Linked DNA regions of Mus musculus: region 1 is linked to region 2. Evidence: chromatin contacts called from public Hi-C data. All regions are on one chromosome and are shown on one strand. Each heading gives the region's core, a stretch centred on a gene start, on an enhancer-like site or on the middle of the called end of the contact. The rest is flanking DNA. Distances are from core to core; before and after follow the strand shown.

Region 1 (4,583 bases), core at 529-3,028, 210 kb before region 2:
ACTTGCTGTGCTCTTTGCTTGCGAAGCAGAGCAGTGCATGAGAAGAGGCACCGGGGTGGACTTTAAGAGCTTCCTGTGCACCTTGACCTATGACCTGGGTCTCAGTTCATTCTACTTGCCCCAGGGTTGTTTGCATTCACCTGACATCTGAGCATCTATGCATTCATTCACTTTCTCATTTACCCAGTCACCTACTCACCGCCAAGGGCACAGGGAGGGCCTCTGGGATCCAGCAGCTCACCTGTCTTGTTCTGTCTCTGGGTACAGCAGGGCCCAGGCTATGGTGTCATCCCCTAGGTAACTGGATGGAGAATATGGAGGCTCATTCAGGAGATGTCCTAGGGACATAGATACAGATAGACAATGTATACTGTACCAAATGCTGGCATAGAAACTCTGTGACAGGCAGAAAATGAGACAGTCAATTAGGCTGGACAAAGTAGGCTTAATGGAGACAAGGAACCAGGAGGATGGGGTGGGCTAGGCAGAGAAGCAAAATCAATAGTATGTGGTGTGTAAGCGTGTGTTTGTGCACGCCTTCCTCTGTGCCCTTGAAGACGCTCTCAAGGTCACACACAGCCAGATCCTGAGGGACATGCATCATCTGTAAGAGTTGTCTAGTGTCTGAGCCACTCAGAAATGATTAAGTTTCCCATTTTAATCTTAGCCCTGAGTACCTTTTAGAACCCATGTTGACATTCACACTGCATCACGTATTGTACTAGATGAATGAACATCTTCTGTTTTAATTACAAATAGAACCCCTAATTTGATAAGATCTCTACTGTAGGTAGATGCTATTTTTATGTTGCTACTGACTAAATTCCTAAATGATGGCAGTTACAGAAGTATTTTTAGTCGGCATACTCGGGAAAGCTGGGCAGCTGGGGGTGGGGTGGGGAATGGGGCTCTGTTCAGTCACCTGACTGGAGTTGGTGGATGCTGTGTGAAGAAGTTGCAGGGCTAATGTAGAGATGCCCGCGGGCCTCATACAGTCCTGTAAGAAGCAGCTGAAGGGAGTCCCAGCAGGTCCCTGTCGCCATGCAGCTTGCAGCACGGGGCTGACAGCAGCCTTTCCTCCTGGGACTGTAGTTAGCTGCTCCGGGAGACAGCAGGGTGAGGCTCGGATCATTCTCACATGGGCTCTGGTGTTTTTAATCAATGCTAAGACGCTTCCCGGAAACTGGCACTCATTACGCATCCCTCAGAATAAGGCATTTGGTTTTTTGCAGGTTTGTGCTGCCAAGGCTGTAAACTAGTGTTTCTGCCGTCTGCTGAGCGAGAACACCGTCTGTGTTTACGGTCAGACGCATAAAGGGTAAGCATGAAGGGCAGGTGGAAAGATCTCCACCAAGGAGCGCAGGCTCAGACACTGAGGGATAGCACACTGTAGCGTTGCGCTGTGGGGGCCCCCTCACCCACCTACCCTCGCTACCCCTGAGCTGCCAGCCTCCCCCAGGCACCACAGTCAAATCTGCCTCGCTGGCAAGTCTCCATGGGAACCCTGCTCCACTCTCTGAGGGCTCCCTGGGACTTAGTTCTTAACCCCCAACCCTCTGCAAAGATTTCTGTTTCCTACCCCTGAACCTCACCTCCTAGGGACTTAATCCCTGGGTCCTGTGTCAGTCGCTGCTGACACTTCATGCTCCTCTTCATAAAAGTCCAGCACTGCCCTGCACCTTACAGTTCAGAGCACCTGACTGTTTCCCTCCCACACACACCAGTGTGTCATCGCCCTAACTAGACTCTGCCGTGTGCTATCCCGACGTCCAACACCAGGGGGCGCAAATTAGAAAGCAGGATTCCCAATCTACCCTGGAACCTGAAACCTACTTACTATTACTAGATAAGGGCAAAACAACAGATCCTAAATCCCAGTCATGTAACAAGACAAAGACCAACTCCATACTATATGTAGTAATCTCAGTGGAGCCCATGATTAAGGGCCAGTTCCATAATGGTGCAGGCTAAATTGGGTTCTAATTTAAATTCATATTTGAAACACTGATCCTTGGGCACATCAGAATCTGACCAAATGTGCTACAATGGAAATAAAATTGAAGTGAGACTCTTTGGCTCCTCCATAATGCAACTGGACTTGTCTAAGAAGAGATAGAAGGTAACCAGACAGGAGCATGCAGAGAAAAGACCATGTGGAGAGGCATCAAGAAGACATTCTGGAAGAATCCAAACCTGCTAATAGCTTGGACACAGGAGACCTCTAGCCCCCTAAATAATCAGGCCAATTGCATAGGCTCCAAAGCTGTGGCATTGTGTCTTGGTAACCATAGCAAAGCAATGCACATGGTTTCACCTGTAAACTTGTACACCTAGGTGTCTACATATATCACTATATAGCCATATACCTACAACCAGTGTACCGACAGGCCTGCATGAATGCATACTTGAACACCTGCATGCCTGTGCCTGTGTGCTTACACACCTGCTCACATGTGTACCTGCTCATGTGCTTACCCTTGCACACCTGCTTGTCTGCATGGATGCACATCTGCATATTTGCATGCCTGTACTCCCATGCATTTTGAATGCCTGAGTGATTTCACATCTATCTGCCTGTGCAACCTTGTACCTGAGCATTTGTATACCCGCAAGCTGCATATCAGCATGCCTAACACACCTGAATGCCTGCCACTGGGTCTGCTTCTGCCCTCGGGGTACCCAGGCACCATTGGGCACTAGGCTGGATTGGAAGGAATGAAGCTTAGCTGGATGGGTGGGTTAGCAGGATCTCAGCCAGTAGTAGTACTGGAGAAATAGCCTTCTCCAGAAATGGTTTTCAGTGAAACACCTCACTTTATGGGGGGGGGGGGTCCAAGGCTTATATGAACCTTGGGAAGCAGGTATGTGTTTGGGGGATGAGTGTACATCATTGTCTGCGCTGAGGTGCTGGGAATGGTTCATTTGCATGAAAAGGAGTTCCAGGTGCTTGCTGGACATCTTCTAGGGAGAGAAGTTTAACTTGTAATTGGGCCACCGGGCTACATGATTATCTCAAGGATGGCAGAGGTGGTGGTAGTGGTGGTGGTGATGGGGATGGGGGTCATACAGGCTTATGCAGGCCCAGAGCAAGGAGGAAACAGCCCTGCTCCTGCTAGTCTCAGGATGAGATTATCAGGTTTGTACATATCTTGACCTCACTCTTGCTCTGGACTGGCCCCCCACCCCACAGTGGCACAGCTTTGCAGCCCCACAACTGTCTGCATACCTGCATATCTGTATTCAAGCTACCCTTGAATTCCTGCACACCTGTGTGTCTATATGCTTTTATAGATCTTCACCTACATATCTACACGCCTGAGTACCCGTATATCTATCTGCGTCTCTACCCATCTTCGCACGTATATGCTTGAACACCTGCACACCAGAGCACCTGCAGGCCTATATTACACACCTGCATGTATTAATCACCTGTAAGGCTCTCAGCCTAGTACTCCCTGAAGCAACTGCACTCTACCCACCACTGTTGCCATAATCCCCTCACAGCACCTGTGGCTCAGGTTCCACTTTGGCATCTGTAATGAAACTCTCTGCAGAGAGGCGGTGCTTCACAGTGCTCCACAGAAGGCTGCCATGAACACTAAGCTTGGTCTGTTAGGTGTCTAAATGGAAGGGGCATCTACCTCAGGTTTTGATGATTCAGGCTTCCTGTCTGAGAGCAGAACCCAACCTCTATGATCTTCTCCACCAGCACCAGGAAGTCATTACTTTAGGCTTCCTGACTCAGGACCAATGATTACATGAGACGGACTCTGGCTGAAATAGTAGACTCCTGAAATATCTAAGACGTGTTCCCAGCTATCTTCCTTATATTGTGATCTAAGTGAGTTAGGTTTAACATACATTTTTCTTTTTCTTTTTTGACTGGCTCTGGCTGTCCTGGAACTCAGGCTAGCCACAAACTCTGAGATTTGCATATACCACCACTGCCCAGCAGGCTTACAGGTTTACTATCCTTAATTATGTATTTTCCTATTTTAATGCTCTTAATATATTACAAATACGATTTAATTATAGTTGTTTTGAAAGGAATGCAGTGGTTTTTTCTTCCACAGTGATGATGTACATTTGTGCAACTTACACACAAACAGTTGCAAGCATGTACATGCACACACATACATGCTAACAAAAACTCCAGCATAGAAGCTCTTCTTGGGTGGTATCCACGTGGTTCTGTTCCAAAGATTACTCATATATAAAAACTGATTCCCAAATGGTTTGGAAATCCAAGAATCGACTTTCCAAATCCAAGAGTCAGATTTCTGTGGAGGTTTTTTTTGGGGGGGAGGTCCTTTCATTTTGCACCATCTAGATTGCTACAGTTATGGCAAACTTGGAGGGATCCCCAATCTGGGGGATGGGGAAGCATTCACAAGAGTTTCCTTCCTCTCCAGTCTCCTGATGGGTCAGTCTGAAGACATCCTCCATTCTAGCAGCCAGCAGCAGCACGAGGAGGAATGAGCAAGATCAACGAGTTCATATCTAAAATATGTTTCCAAGTCCCATGGTGAAGCATGGTGAATAAACACACTTTGTCCTGCACACTGTGGGTTGTCAGCAGAAGG
Region 2 (5,068 bases), core at 1,152-3,651:
AACAGAAATTGGCACGTGGCATTACATCAAAGTACAAAGTATCAGGACAGTAAGTGGTCAGTTGACAAAACTGGTTAGTTTTTTTTGGGGGGGGTGGGGGTGGGGAATTAATTGCAGACTATTTATTTATCTGGTGAAAGGATGACATAAACCCCATTTGTCACCATTTAGGGACCAGGCCTGATTTCAAAAAGAAGGCCATAAGATACCAGCTGCAGGAACAGACCAGAAAATCCAAAAACAAGGTCATAAAACTCCCTCCTAAAGGACAGCCTGGGGATAACCACAAAAATGGGGAAATAGCTCAGATTGGGCTATCTGGCTGGGCAGCCCTGTCTTATACTATGGTTAAAACTTCATGACACAGGAATGTAGACTACTGACCACGTGTGACTGCCTGCCTGGCATCCACCAGATTACCTAATCCTCTAGAGAGTTCTCCTGGTTCCCTATAAGAAGTGCACCTTTGTCTGAGGTCAACATTTTAGAGAATGGTTGATCCCCTCATGCTGGTTGTTTCTGCAGAATTAACACTCTTTGTCTTTGCATACTATCCGAGTCTGGGGTCTTCCATTATCAATTTTTAGACCCTTACTCTGGTAAGAGAATGAAAATTAAATAACCTGATTTTAAAATAAGCAAATGATGTGAAAATATGTTTGTCAAAGGGCCAGCAGGAAAATGAAAACATCCAACAGCGTATCCATCAGTGAGACGCAGATCTAAACCACAATGGGAGTCACTTCACTCTGGTTACAATGTCTGTTTGTTATTACGAAGACTACAAAGGAAAAAAAAGTACTGACAAAGGCACAGAGAAGGGGACTCTAATATGATATCCGTGGGAAGGTAATATGTTACAGAAAACAGAAACTGCAACTGAACAGTGAGATGGCCCAGTTGGTGAAGACACTTTCCACCAAGCCTGAATCCTGAGTTCTATACCTGGGACCCACATGGTGGGAGGAGAGAAGAGACTCCCACAAGCTGTCCTCTGATGTACATGTGTGTGCTGTGGCACTTTTACACACACACACACACACACACACATATATATATATATATATACACAGTAATATTAGTATGTTTTGTTGTTGCACACACTTAGTAATAGTAGTGTGTTTTGTTGTTCTGTTTTGAGTTTGGTTTTTTTGTTTTGTTTTGTTTTTTAGAACTACCATGTAGCAGTAATTCCAACAATTGGAGTTCAACCAAAAGAAATTAACTCCATCTATCAGGGACACACCTGCTCACCATGCTCACTGCAGTGCTAGTCTAATTAGCTAGCATAGGGAAACAACTTCAACGTCCACTGGCAGAGAAACAGATGTAGAAAAGGTGGACGATTAGACCCAGTGGAACATTACTTGGCCAACAGAAGATAAAAGTACTGTCATTTGCAGAAACATGGTTGGTCTTGGGGGCATATTGTTTTAAGTGAAGCAGGTCAGGGACAGAAAGGCAACACCACACACTCTCCCTTAATTACGAGGGGAAGTTCAAAGGCTCCTGACATACAGGGCAGAAGGGGGCGAACGCTGCATGCAGAGGAGGTGGAGACTTGATAGTGAACAGGTTCTGGGTACACACGGATCAGAGCAGTGGCTTCCAGTGTCTACTGCAGCATCACTGTGGCTGACAGCAATTAGCTGTAGCTGAGTGGAAGAGCTTCTAGTGTTCCCAACCCGAAGAATGCACGCATTAATAACATGATCGACTCCACAAGACACCGCCTTCATATTCTCCAGTTATTAGCCTGATAATAATAATGTTCTTTGTATTTTTACATCCATACTTTGTAAAGTCGTTCATTTCCTTTTCCCTAAAGAACTGACTAGGGCTGGAGAGATGGCTCAGCGGTTAAGAGCATCGACTGCTCTTCCAGAGGTCCTGAGTTCAATTCCCAGCAACCACGTGGTGGCTCACAACCATCTGTAATGGGATCTGATGCCCGCTTCTGGTGTGTCTGAAGACAGTGACAATGTATTCATGTCAATAAAATAAAAATCTTAAAAAAAAAAAAAAAGAACTGACTATATGTATGTATCCATGATGAGTGGTATACACTTGCATCCTCCATTCTGAGGTCCATATCGCTCTGGCCACACCTCATGTACTGGTTTCTAGGAGACCACTGGGATGCCATCTGACCAGGGGACCTCAGCCTTTATCTATAATCATGGGTGTGGACCATAAGCTGTGAGTCTCATCCTGGTCTTACTATATTTACAGTCAGGAAAATGAAGGCTTAAAACTTATCAGATAAACCAAAAACAGGCCTGGCAAGAGGGAGTGGGGAGAAGCTGAAATTTTTCCAAGGAGAAGAGTCACCACCTACTTGGATTGCGAGCTGGAGTCCACCCACATGTGCGGCTCCACATAACTTCCGGTGTGATGCCACCAAACACCCACGTGCCTCAAACAGCCACCAGGCGCTATCCCTTTGGTATGGAGCTCTGAGAAGCAGAGTGGAGACTGCCATTGCAGGAAGTACCTGGCATTGATGATCACGCGGGCACTGGTGCAGCTGCTCCTTCCCATGGTGGAAAAGAAAAGTCGGGATTTGGGAATCTTCCCCGAGAAGCCGGAGCCGCCAGTGTTAGCGAGGAGGACAGCGCAGCGCAGACCGAAAACGCGTTTTCCGGAAACTCTGAAATCCTTCCCCTCGCACTTGCCTCCCTCTGGTAGAGCTGCCAGGCTTCTTACGCCGCTTCTCACTATTTTTATTTTCTGGAGAAAATGATCATTCTTATAAATAGCCTTTTAAATGTCAAACTAACTTTGAATAATTTATCTCGACTTCTTATCCTGTATAACTTGCTTAATTTTCTTGGGCATGTCTAAAAGATTACAAATAAGCATCGCCCACGGTATGTGGTGTGTGTGTGTGTGTGTGTGTGTGTGTGTGTGTGTGTGTGTGTGTGCGCATAAGCATGTAGTAGGTACATGTGAACACATGTGTGAGTGAACAGAGAGGCCAGAGATCATCCTCGGGTGTCTTCCTTAGTCATTTGGGGTTTTTTTTGAAACAGTGTCTCTAAATTTTACCTGGGAACTCACTGGTTTGCCTAGGCTGTCTGGCAAGGGAGTGGCAGGGATCTGCTATTCTCTGCCTCCCCAGAGATGGAATTACAAGCATACATCATCACGACCAACTCTTAAAAATAAAAAGAGGTTCTGGGGATTAAACTCAGAGTCTCATGCACGCATGTATGTATCTCATGTATGTATAGTAGGTGACACATAACTGATGGAGTCACCTGCCCAGTCCCAAGGTGTGATTATTATTATTATTATTATTATTATTAATTACTATTATTTATTCACTTTACATCCCAATCACTGTTCCCCCTCCCAGTCCCCCCTCTCACAGTCCCTCTGCCAATACCCCTTCCCCTTCTCCTATGAGAGAGTGGAGGCCCCACCAGGTATCTCACACACACACCCCACCTTGGCACATGAAGTCTCTGCAGGAGCCCTGTGGCAATTTTATGAGAACCCTTAAATAAATACCCAAATTAGTGTTTTGTAGAGCTAATTTCACCACAGTTAACATGCCCTAGGGGATGTAAATGACCTAGAGAAAACCAAGGCCCAACTTAAATCTCTACAGTAAGTGTGCATTATTTTTCCAGGAGAACTCAGATCCCATGCCCTCTGGGCAGTCCTTCCTCCAGTCACAGGAAGAAATCGGATTTGCTGCTCAATGGCTTCCCACATCTGTGGGCCTTTCCTCCTTCCAATTAACAATCTGCTACATTAATTTGTTGATCATCTTTATTGATTTCATCTCATCTCGCTATGTTCTGCCTGAGTCAGAGTCCCAATTATTCCAGGGTGGTCTTGAGTTCACGGCATAGCTCAGGATGACTTTGAATTTCTGATCTTCCTGCCTCCAGCTCCCAAGTAACAGAGCTATAGGCGAACTCCACAACATATGCTTGATGAGGAGCAATGGATTGAACCAAGGGCTCTGTGTATGCTAGGCAAGCCCCGTGCCAGCAGAACTATATTCCCAGCACTGTGTCTGCCTGCATGTCATCATGTCTGCCTGCAAGTGACCATGCTTTCCACCATGACAATAGTGGAATAAACCTCTGAAACTGTAAGCCAGCCCCAAATTAAATATATTCCTGTGTAAGAGTTGCCATGGTCCTGGTGTCCCTTCATAGCAATAGAAACTCTAGCTAAGACACCATACCAACAGCTTTATCCATTCTAGAAGAGTTTTGAATTCTTTATACATTTCTTACTCCCTCCGCTAGTGAGGCAGTCCATTATGATACACTTCTTGTCCCTCACACAAATGCCCAGGCTATAAGCAGTGTTTGGAAGGTCCTGCCGATGCAGACTAGAGAACTTCAGAACAGGAAATTCTGGCTCTAACTTCCATTCTCCAAGAGGATCCGTGCCCTGCAACACCCAATCTCCTGGGCTCTCCTACCCAGAGTTCCCTGAGAAACCAGCACAGATTCCTGGGGCTGTGCACAGGAATTCTGGGAGAAATTGGTCCTCTCTTTCTCTGCACCGTCCTAGAGAAAGAAGTGTCCTCTGGTACACGCATGGCTCTAGTAAAATAATCTGTCAAGACTGCTGGCCACAAGCTTGGCATAGATGCCTGATGTTGCTTGTTGGAGCTGTGCCCATGAAATGCTGCATGGGGTGAGGGGACCAAGGGCTAGCAAGGGCAGTCAATCTCATTCTAAACTTCAGAGGAAGGGTGCTGTCCAAAGACCAAGGAGGACCCCTCAGGAGAGCAAGCCCTTCATACATTTAGCAGCATTTTAGCAAGTTAGCAAACATATTGCATTGGCAACTAAACAGACCTGTGGAAAAGCGCACGCAATGTTCTTTGGCCTTTTCTTGATGCTAATATTCCTTTTGGAAAGGAGAGAAGAAAAGACCTTCTAACCAGACCTGTGCTAAGGAATGGGAGTCTGGCAGAGTGACATGCGGGTCAGTAGGAAGGGGTCAGGGGCTATGTCATACCCCCTGCACCCGCCTGGGAGAGAGATCTGCAGGACTCCAGAGCAAGCCCCCTCTTTTGTTTTCAATTACAAAGCTACTT

The links. Hi-C and Micro-C count contacts between places; a contact is called where the count stands out from the background.
Region 1: a contact with region 2 is called in a Hi-C map of cerebral cortex, with 2.6 times the contacts expected there. The contact joins two enhancer-like sites. A contact is called at or near these places in 3 of 39 promoter capture datasets (hippocampal neurons and liver) and 3 of 484 Hi-C or Micro-C datasets (the HPC-7 cell line, bone marrow-derived DN3 thymocytes and cerebral cortex).

Annotation. Positions count from the first base shown.
Region 1 is chr13:69,988,621-69,993,203 of GRCm38.p6, reverse strand. Gm36019 (a long non-coding RNA gene) reads right to left here. Exons shown (of 4, transcript XR_382628.3): 3 at 242-338. Among named protein-coding and RNA genes, the nearest start is that of Gm36019, 7.3 kb to the right of the region's middle. Within about 2 kb of position 1,778, at least 22 of the 459 cell types and tissues checked have an H3K27ac peak or open chromatin away from gene starts, as enhancers often do. A contact at or near this core is called in cerebral cortex, where this site is marked.
Region 2 is chr13:69,775,849-69,780,916 of GRCm38.p6, reverse strand. No RefSeq gene overlaps it. Among named protein-coding and RNA genes, the nearest start is that of 4930547H16Rik, 5.8 kb to the right of the region's middle. Within about 2 kb of position 2,401, at least 9 of the 459 cell types and tissues checked have an H3K27ac peak or open chromatin away from gene starts, as enhancers often do. A contact at or near this core is called in cerebral cortex, where this site is marked.